Regions from separate parts of the Mus musculus genome. Here region 1 is linked to region 2. The links are chromatin contacts, called in public Hi-C maps. All regions are on one chromosome and are shown on one strand. The core of a region is the stretch at or near the end of the contact, and the rest is flanking DNA. Distances in the headings are between cores, read along the strand shown.

What was found. A called contact is a pair of places that touch in the nucleus more often than the background predicts.
Region 1: a contact with region 2 is called in a Hi-C map of uterus, with 3 times the contacts expected there. The contact joins two enhancer-like sites. A contact is called at or near these places in 1 of 39 promoter capture datasets (hippocampal neurons), 9 of 484 Hi-C or Micro-C datasets (muscle stem cells, myocytes, nephron progenitors and 2 more) and 1 of 115 datasets of contacts at active chromatin or transcription factors (fibro-adipogenic progenitors).

The regions. Positions count from the first base shown.
Region 1 is chr7:36,308,839-36,312,640 of GRCm38.p6, forward strand. No RefSeq gene overlaps it. Among named protein-coding and RNA genes, the nearest start is that of Gm46016, 140 kb to the left of the region's middle. Within about 2 kb of position 2,128, at least 17 of the 459 cell types and tissues checked have an H3K27ac peak or open chromatin away from gene starts, as enhancers often do. A contact at or near this core is called in uterus, where this site is marked.
Region 2 is chr7:36,067,715-36,071,513 of GRCm38.p6, forward strand. No RefSeq gene overlaps it. Among named protein-coding and RNA genes, the nearest start is that of Gm38991, 6.6 kb to the right of the region's middle. Within about 2 kb of position 2,282, at least 2 of the 459 cell types and tissues checked have an H3K27ac peak or open chromatin away from gene starts, as enhancers often do. A contact at or near this core is called in uterus, where this site is marked.

The DNA.
Region 1 (3,802 bases), core at 878-3,377, 240 kb after region 2:
CGGAGGTCAAGTCTACTCAGGAAGCCTGCCTCATGCTCACCCCAGGGAGACTCTGCATCCAGGACACTTGACGCTATTTAGGAGGGTGGCAACTTGTTTGAATCAGCTCTGTCCTCCCGTCTTAGCTTTGCCAGCCTAGGGCCAGGTTTTGACTTGGAATTTCTGCTTCCCCGGGGCTCTAGAAAATACCCTTCAGGTGAATGAAAAGGGAAGTGGCAACCATGATGTGTGCAGTCATATGCAATCACAGAGTGGAGCAAAATGGATGGAACCTGATGTCATCACGTTAAGTAAAATAAACCAGACTCAGAAAGACAAAGATGGGCACCAGGGAGATGGCTCAGCAGGTACTGGCATCTGTCACTAAGCCTGACAGCCTAAATCAGAGCCACTAGACCACACCATAGAAGAGGACAGAATGGACTCTCAGAAGTTGTCTTCTGCCATGGCATGGAGCAATAATGATAAATTTAAAAAATTATTAAAAAGAAAGTATTAGACAAACCAAAGCCAGCCTTCTTCCTGTGTTAGAAAATAGATTTAAAGTTGAAAATAGGACATGACTGTAGAAAGGGGCCTGGCTATTTGGGAAGAAGGACTGGGCAAGGAAGGAAAGGTGGTGGTGGGGTCATGACCAAAGTAAACTTCATGCGCAAATGACATCATTATCGGATCTATTACTTTGCACAATGAGTATGTACTAATTTACTAAAATAAGCTAAGTTCTAATGAGCACAGGGCAGGGAGGGAATGGAGCTGTACGAGGTTGAGCCACGTAGCTTCTTTTAAAAGGCCTTATGAGAAAACTGTCACAAATTAGGAACTTCCCAGAGGTTTCAGATCTTGGGACGGAGCCCTCACTTCCTACTACCCTTGGAGCGGAAGGGCTGGAGAGGTAGGCAGCAGGGTTCTACAGAATAGGACCATGACTAAAGGTTCTGTTTCCTCTTAAGCTAGTATTTAAGAGAGGCGATCAGCAGAGCTGGCGCCACGAGGCCAGCAGGGTGGATGTTAAACTGGACCCCAGTCCTCTAATGCACTGCGTGGGTGAAGAACCTCAGAGACAGAGTGCCCTGGGAAGGTCCCTGTGTCTCTCTTGTGGCTTCACTATGGAGGAAAGGCTGGCTGGGCATGTTCACATGACTGCTCACTGTGTCCAAAGTTACTCCAGGAACACAACTATCTTGGAAACATCCTGTCCAACTAAATGGTCAAAGCCAGGTCATGGGGTTGGAGAAGCATCAAGCTGAGGGAATGTGTAGTTGATCCTGTTTCTCTGATGCATATTTATGAATTACATATACATGCTTGGCAAAGGAGGAATTGTTGAAGTTGCATAATACATTCATACTTTACATATGTACTCATGGTCCATCCTCTATATTAGCATGTAAAAAGTCTTGTGCTGAGGGTTGATTATGCAAGGCCATACTGCCTCCTCTCTAAGGGATTGTTAGGAGCCATCCTGAGTCAGCAGCATCTTGGTCTGGCTCCTGACTTTGTGTGAGTCAATTCTAATGTTACTCTGATGAGGCCTGGCTTCAGCTGTGGGAACAGAGGAGCGGAACACAGGGAGGGGAGGACTCTGTCCCAGGGGATGGAGCCCAGGCTGATGCTGCAGGCCCTAGCCCAGCCTCCTCTTCATGAGCTCTCTCATTACTATCCTGTCTCTGCATTAGGCTCATTGAGGAGGGCTGCTCTGGCTCTCTCTTCTTGGAAGTCTTGGTTCATACAGCTCAGAGCAGTATCTCTTGTCTCTGCCCAGATGAACCTGTGTCAGCGGGAACATGTGGAGCTAACCCAGGCTTCCTACCCTTGGGGCATTGCACTTGCCCTGGTTTGTACCTGTTGTGCATTCTGCCAGGAATAACCACATCTGTCACAGCACATGTGTGTGTGTGTGTGTGTGTGTGTGTGTGTGTGTTGGCATGGCAAATGATGTTGACATGTTTGCTCATCCTCCTTCCCCATCAGGCTGGAGGCAGCGGCTGCCCACAGAACAATAGCCCCGCAGGAGGGACATTTCATACACACACGCTGTGGTCAGAGTTAGGTGGATATGGACTGTGGAAGAGAATATCTACTCAGTTGGCTGGAAGCTGAACTTGATAATCAACATCAAGAGGGAATTGGCTCTTTTAAGACAAATGCTTCCAGATGCCAGGATCACTGGGTACTTCTACCCAGATGGGTCTGGGTGGAAGCCAGCAAGTCCTAGCAGTTGATAAATCCAGAAAGGTTGTTAATCAGGAACTAGCTAGCCAAGGCAGATTCCTGGAAGGTCAAGTGTATGCAAGGGTGATTTGACAGTGTATCGAGGATGCCAGGACCCCCTGGAATTAGGGATTTGTCACCATCTCCCCTGTGATTGTGCAGCTCAGGGCACCGTGCTTTCAGTTGAAGCCAGTGGGAACCTATATGCAGATATGGTACAGCCATGTGGGGGTGGGAAAGCCTCTGACAGAATCAGACGTTCTGTGGAGATTGTAACGGACTGCCTGCTTCCTGGTCGCTGGGAAGCGTTTATGGCCAGACACTGTGTTGACATGTCAGCTTCCAGCTCCAGCTGGAAGCATTTGAGGTAAATGAAAAGCAGGGAAAGTAGGTGGAATTGAACCTCTGGGAACCTTGAAGGGGACTTTTTGCTTGGAGTGTGATTTGGGACCCTTGAATATTTTATGCATTTAGGCAGAGGATCACATGCTGTATGGTGCTCTTCCACATCCTAGCATCAGAAGGGAATGGGCCATAAACCAATGTCCCAGTTCTTCAGGCCAGCCATAATCAATCTCGTGTGCTTCAAATCCAGAACAGTTGCCTAGTTTGAAGTGGTGAGACTCAGCCATCATTTAAATGGCCATAGTATATCCCTGCAAGCATTCCCTGTTTTTTCCTTACTCATAAGAGTTCCTTACCCACACAACAGCCAATGTGAATGGCAAATATAAGAAAGAGGGACCAATACCCTTGCTTGTGCCTTTCCAGTGACTTCCCATGGACATCAGGCCCAAACTCAAGTTCCTTAGCATCATGTGTCCTCTGTGAAGATGCTTTGCCCTCTTCTCTGGCCTCATCTACTGGGCATTGCAGCAACAGTGGGATCCTGGCTCCTCACACTGGTCAATTTGCTTCCTGCTAAGGATATTTATACTCATCCTGATTTCTGTCTAGAATGTTCTTCTCAGCATTAAGCTACCTTTTAAGATTCAACCAATAGCTCAAAATACTACCTATTGGAAGAGATCATTCAAAAAAAGCATATCTTGTCGCTTTCCTTGTCTTTGCCTTAATTCGGAAAGGCTACAGATAATTTTCTTAAATTATTGAATTGCAGTTTTAACTTGTCATTTATGTGACATTTATTAGTCTACAGACTACTGCTGTGCACAGTTGTTCAGTGTCATAGTGCCAGAACATAGATTCTTATCCTAAGTTAGCTATCACTATCAATGGAAACTAGATCGATAGATGAACAGGTGGGTGGATGAACAGGTGAACATGTGAGTAGACAGATAAATGAATAGATAGAGGTGAAGATGGCTGGCTGACTAAGAAGAGAAATGTGTGGCTGGATGGGCAAATAGGTATGCATTTGGATAGAGGGTAGATGTAAAAAATTGGCATATGGATGAAGAAGTAGGTGGGTTCAAGGATATATTATGAGTAGGTAACCATACCTGGATGCACAAGTATATCAGGGAGTGAGTGGATGGATGGATGGATGGATGGATGGATGGATGGATGGATGGATAAATGAATGATTAAGTAGATGAGTGGACCAGAAGATTGATGAATGGATAAG
Region 2 (3,799 bases), core at 1,032-3,531:
AGAAGTCTGACTACACAGTGCCTGCACGGTTGGTGTTGACAGAACACTGGTGTTTGCTCCGTTTCCTGGCGGGGTTAGGTAGTGGCCTTGGTCAGCCGAGACACCCGTCACTACCACAGGATCTTTTGTTAGTTACAAGTTATGACTGAGGCATGGAGCGTTAGTCAGGTGGCTTGGAAGTGGGGCCTTTTGTATTTCCCACAGGGCTTTGCTCCTCTAGCTAGGAGGCCACTAGGCTCCCAAGAACAGTATCTTCCCATCCTTCTAGAAGCACAGGGAAACTGTGACCTCAGTGGTTCATGTGTGAGGGGGGTTTACTAAGTACAGTCCCTCCTCAGTCCACAGCAAAATGGCAACTGCCGTGGAAAGTTCGATCCGCAGACCTACCTCTGCTAGAAGCACATTCCTAGGTGCTTGAAGATAGCCAAGCAGCCAATGACCTTAAAATTCTGATCCTTCAGCCTCCACCTCCCAAGTGCTGCGATTACAGGTGTGTAGCCCCACACCTGTGTTGAGGAGTGAAGCTACGGCCCTCTGCTGGGTGAGCTCTCCACTGCCAGCCCATGGCTTATTTACTCTTTCATTCTACTCCCAATTGTGGTAGAAGTGTGTGTCTGTGTTTGTGAGTATGTCTACTATGTGTGTGTACATTTGAATAGAAAAATGGTAGGCTACTGCCCTCGGTCAAGAAAGGCTGTTAAAGAGTCTAAAGGTATAGCTGGTTCTTGCAAGGCTATCCCAACACTGGCATCCAGCTCAGAGGTCCTGTTTGCTGTCTCTCCCTTCTCTGGGGTACTATAACTTTCCCCTTTGTACTTCTGGTTTATACCCAGTCACTGATATAGATTAAATGCTCTGATCTATTCAAGGCAAAGTGGTCTTGTCTTTCTCACACATGTGGGGTGTGGGGGGGTAGGGGTTGGGGGCTGCAAACATCATAGCTGTCAAAATGTACCATATCTACTGGGTAGCTTGAGGAACAGCTGGAGTTGGAGGAGGAGATGTAGCAGATCCAGGAAGCCCAGATCCTAGCCTTGACCTTGCCACTTCTCAGCCATTTCCTCCCCTGTGGCTGAGTACTGTCTGTGTATGGTGAACCTGAGATGGGATGCACACACTACTCTTTCTACACCCACCGTGAGGCAGCCTTACCGGAGCACACGGTACCTGAACTTGGGTTTTTAGCTGGGACTGAACCGTGTGGTGCCCTGAACTTGAAGGGACTGTTGTGAAGGCCACAGCTGGCAAGCGTTTGGTGGCGTGTGAGTGGCTTCAGAAGAGCATCTAATCCAAGCTGTCCCGACTGCTGCTGGAATCCATATGACAGTCCCAGAGTCTGTTCATTGCGCTTAAGGGGAAATAAATACTAATTGGGCATTGAGAGCATTGGTGGGGACAAAGGCTGTCTTAGAGCAGAATCCGTGAAAGGGTCTTCATTCAGACCACAGAAGGTTTGGAGGAGGTCAGCTTTGATGCCCCCCTGGGGGATGAACAGGACCAGGTAATGAAAAGATTCTCTGAATGAGAAGCTTTGGGTGGCAGGCTTAGGGCTGTAAAGGTACCCCAAGAACAGAGCTGAGAACTCAGAATCCAACAGAGGAAATGACGGCTGTGCAGGATGGGGTGATGTGATTCTTAGTGAAGTCCCTCTTACTATCAAGAGAAAGGTGGAGGCTCTCTCTCTCTCTCTCTCTCTCTCTCTCTCTCTCTCTCTTTCTCTCTCTGCTAAGGACCATGGCTTTAGATAATTACACAGGTGAGGCTGGTGTGCACATTGTAGGCCAGTTGGAGGTGGGGTACACTTGGGCCACCCTCCCTGTGTTCCCCCTGAATCCCATCAGAGCCTCTAGGAGATGAGACTAAAGCTGGGAGAGCCAGGCACAAGATAGACCGGGCATGTCATTGGAAGCTCAGGTCTACACCATCTCTGCTTTGTCTTCTGCTTCCCGTACGAACATTTGTTCCCCAACACCTCAAGGTCTGATACCTAAGTTACTCTGCAGCCAGTGTCATTTAGAGCTCCTGGATTTTCTTGTCCCGTATTAACGGAAATGTATTTTTATTTACATCTTACCCCAACTGCCTCTCCCACACTCGCTTACACAGATACTCTGACAAAGTTCTGGCATCTCTTAAGGGAGAGGCTACTCATTACTCTGTCAGAGGTTATTTGACATCAGTGCTTTTACGAGCCTTCTAAAACAAACCAGGTACTTGCTTTAGGGCTGCAGACTAGGCCAGGGATAGAGTGCTTGCTTAGAGAGCACTCCCAAATTCCTGGGTCCCATGCACAGTGTATAATAGACAAACAATAACAATGACCACAGCTCAAACTGGGGCCTGGTTCCTAACATGTGGCCCCGATTTCAAAGCAAACGTTGTATTCTAAAATGCTAGGGCTGAGTTGGGGCTTGAGGTTTTTTTTTTTTTTTTTTTTTTTCAAGACATGCCAGAGAGTTAGGGCATTTTTGGAAATGCTAGAATGTTTGCTTACTGCTCTGAGCTCCAACCACTGGGTTTACCCATTTTCCTCACTAGCAAATGAAGCATGACAATGAAAAGCGGCCCCAGATTGTTCTGCCTGGAAGGATTCTCATATTTACTTGGTCATCTTCTGTCTGTACGGCTGGCCGCAATCTCCTTAAAGAGCCTTGTTCAGATCTGTCTGGAGTGAATCTTCCTGCTGCACATAACCGAGAGAGCAGCAAGAGGGGCCTGGCGAACGCCAGGCTTGTTATTCTTGTGCACACACCTGCAGTTTCTCTCCATCCAGGTTTGGGGTGAATGCAATTGCCTTAAGAACTGGCAGAGTTTCTTTAGGAATAAAACAAGGGGGGAAAAATCCAAGTTGCCTCATCAGAAATTACCTTCCTGGTAGAAAACCTAAACGCAAGAGGATGGATAAAAATAGATTTTTTTTTTTCTTAAATGCCAGGGAAGAGAGCTAGAAGCGCTTTGGCAGATCGGGATCTGTGGACAGACCTGCGCCAGGTTCTTAAGTTAATAAATATTCATTTTGAGGGTTTTTTTTTGGGGGGGAAAGGAGGCAAGTTCTAGGCATAGAGCCCTTGTTGGAGAAGTAACATCTATTTGTACAGCATTTTTGGTTCTTAAGAATAAGGTTCTCTCTCTCTCTTTTTTAAACTCCTCCCTAACAATTCACACCTCCAGCAGGCTAGCTGCTTGGAAGATAGATTCAAACACAGCGTCTTCTCAGTTGTAGCAAGCCAAGCCAGGTATAAAAGCCACATTTTATCTCCGTCTCAGCCACCTTTCTCTACAGCCACCCCTACCCCCCTTTATTCTGGACATGCAGCGAAAGCTTCATTCAATATTGATTGTGCTTTGATACATTAAAATCAAGAGTGAGTCGGGGCTCTTACATAAAAGGTGTATAGATACCATTCACACCGTTTTGACCAGAACAGTCAATATTTTAAAAGGATTTCATTTCCCTTCCAAGCCTGCAGGCAGTCTAATTCTCTACGAAGGGAAGGCACGGCCAGTTGGTGCGAAATGATTCCTCCCGAGGTGTCTAAGAGGAGGGTGGTATTATTAGTTTTCTTTTTCTTAAAAAAAAAAACAAAACTATTTTCTACTTGTATACAATTTAGCAAATTTGGAGCTTGGAAAAGAAGCCTCAAATACTTTCCCTTCATTTGGTGGGGAATAACACTTTGAATGACTAAAATAAAATAGAATAAAAGCATTTTCATAACAAATAATTCAAGGCAGAGCAGTAGAGATATTTCAAAGAAAAGATTCCACCTAAATGTTTTGAAAAGACAAAAAGAAGAGC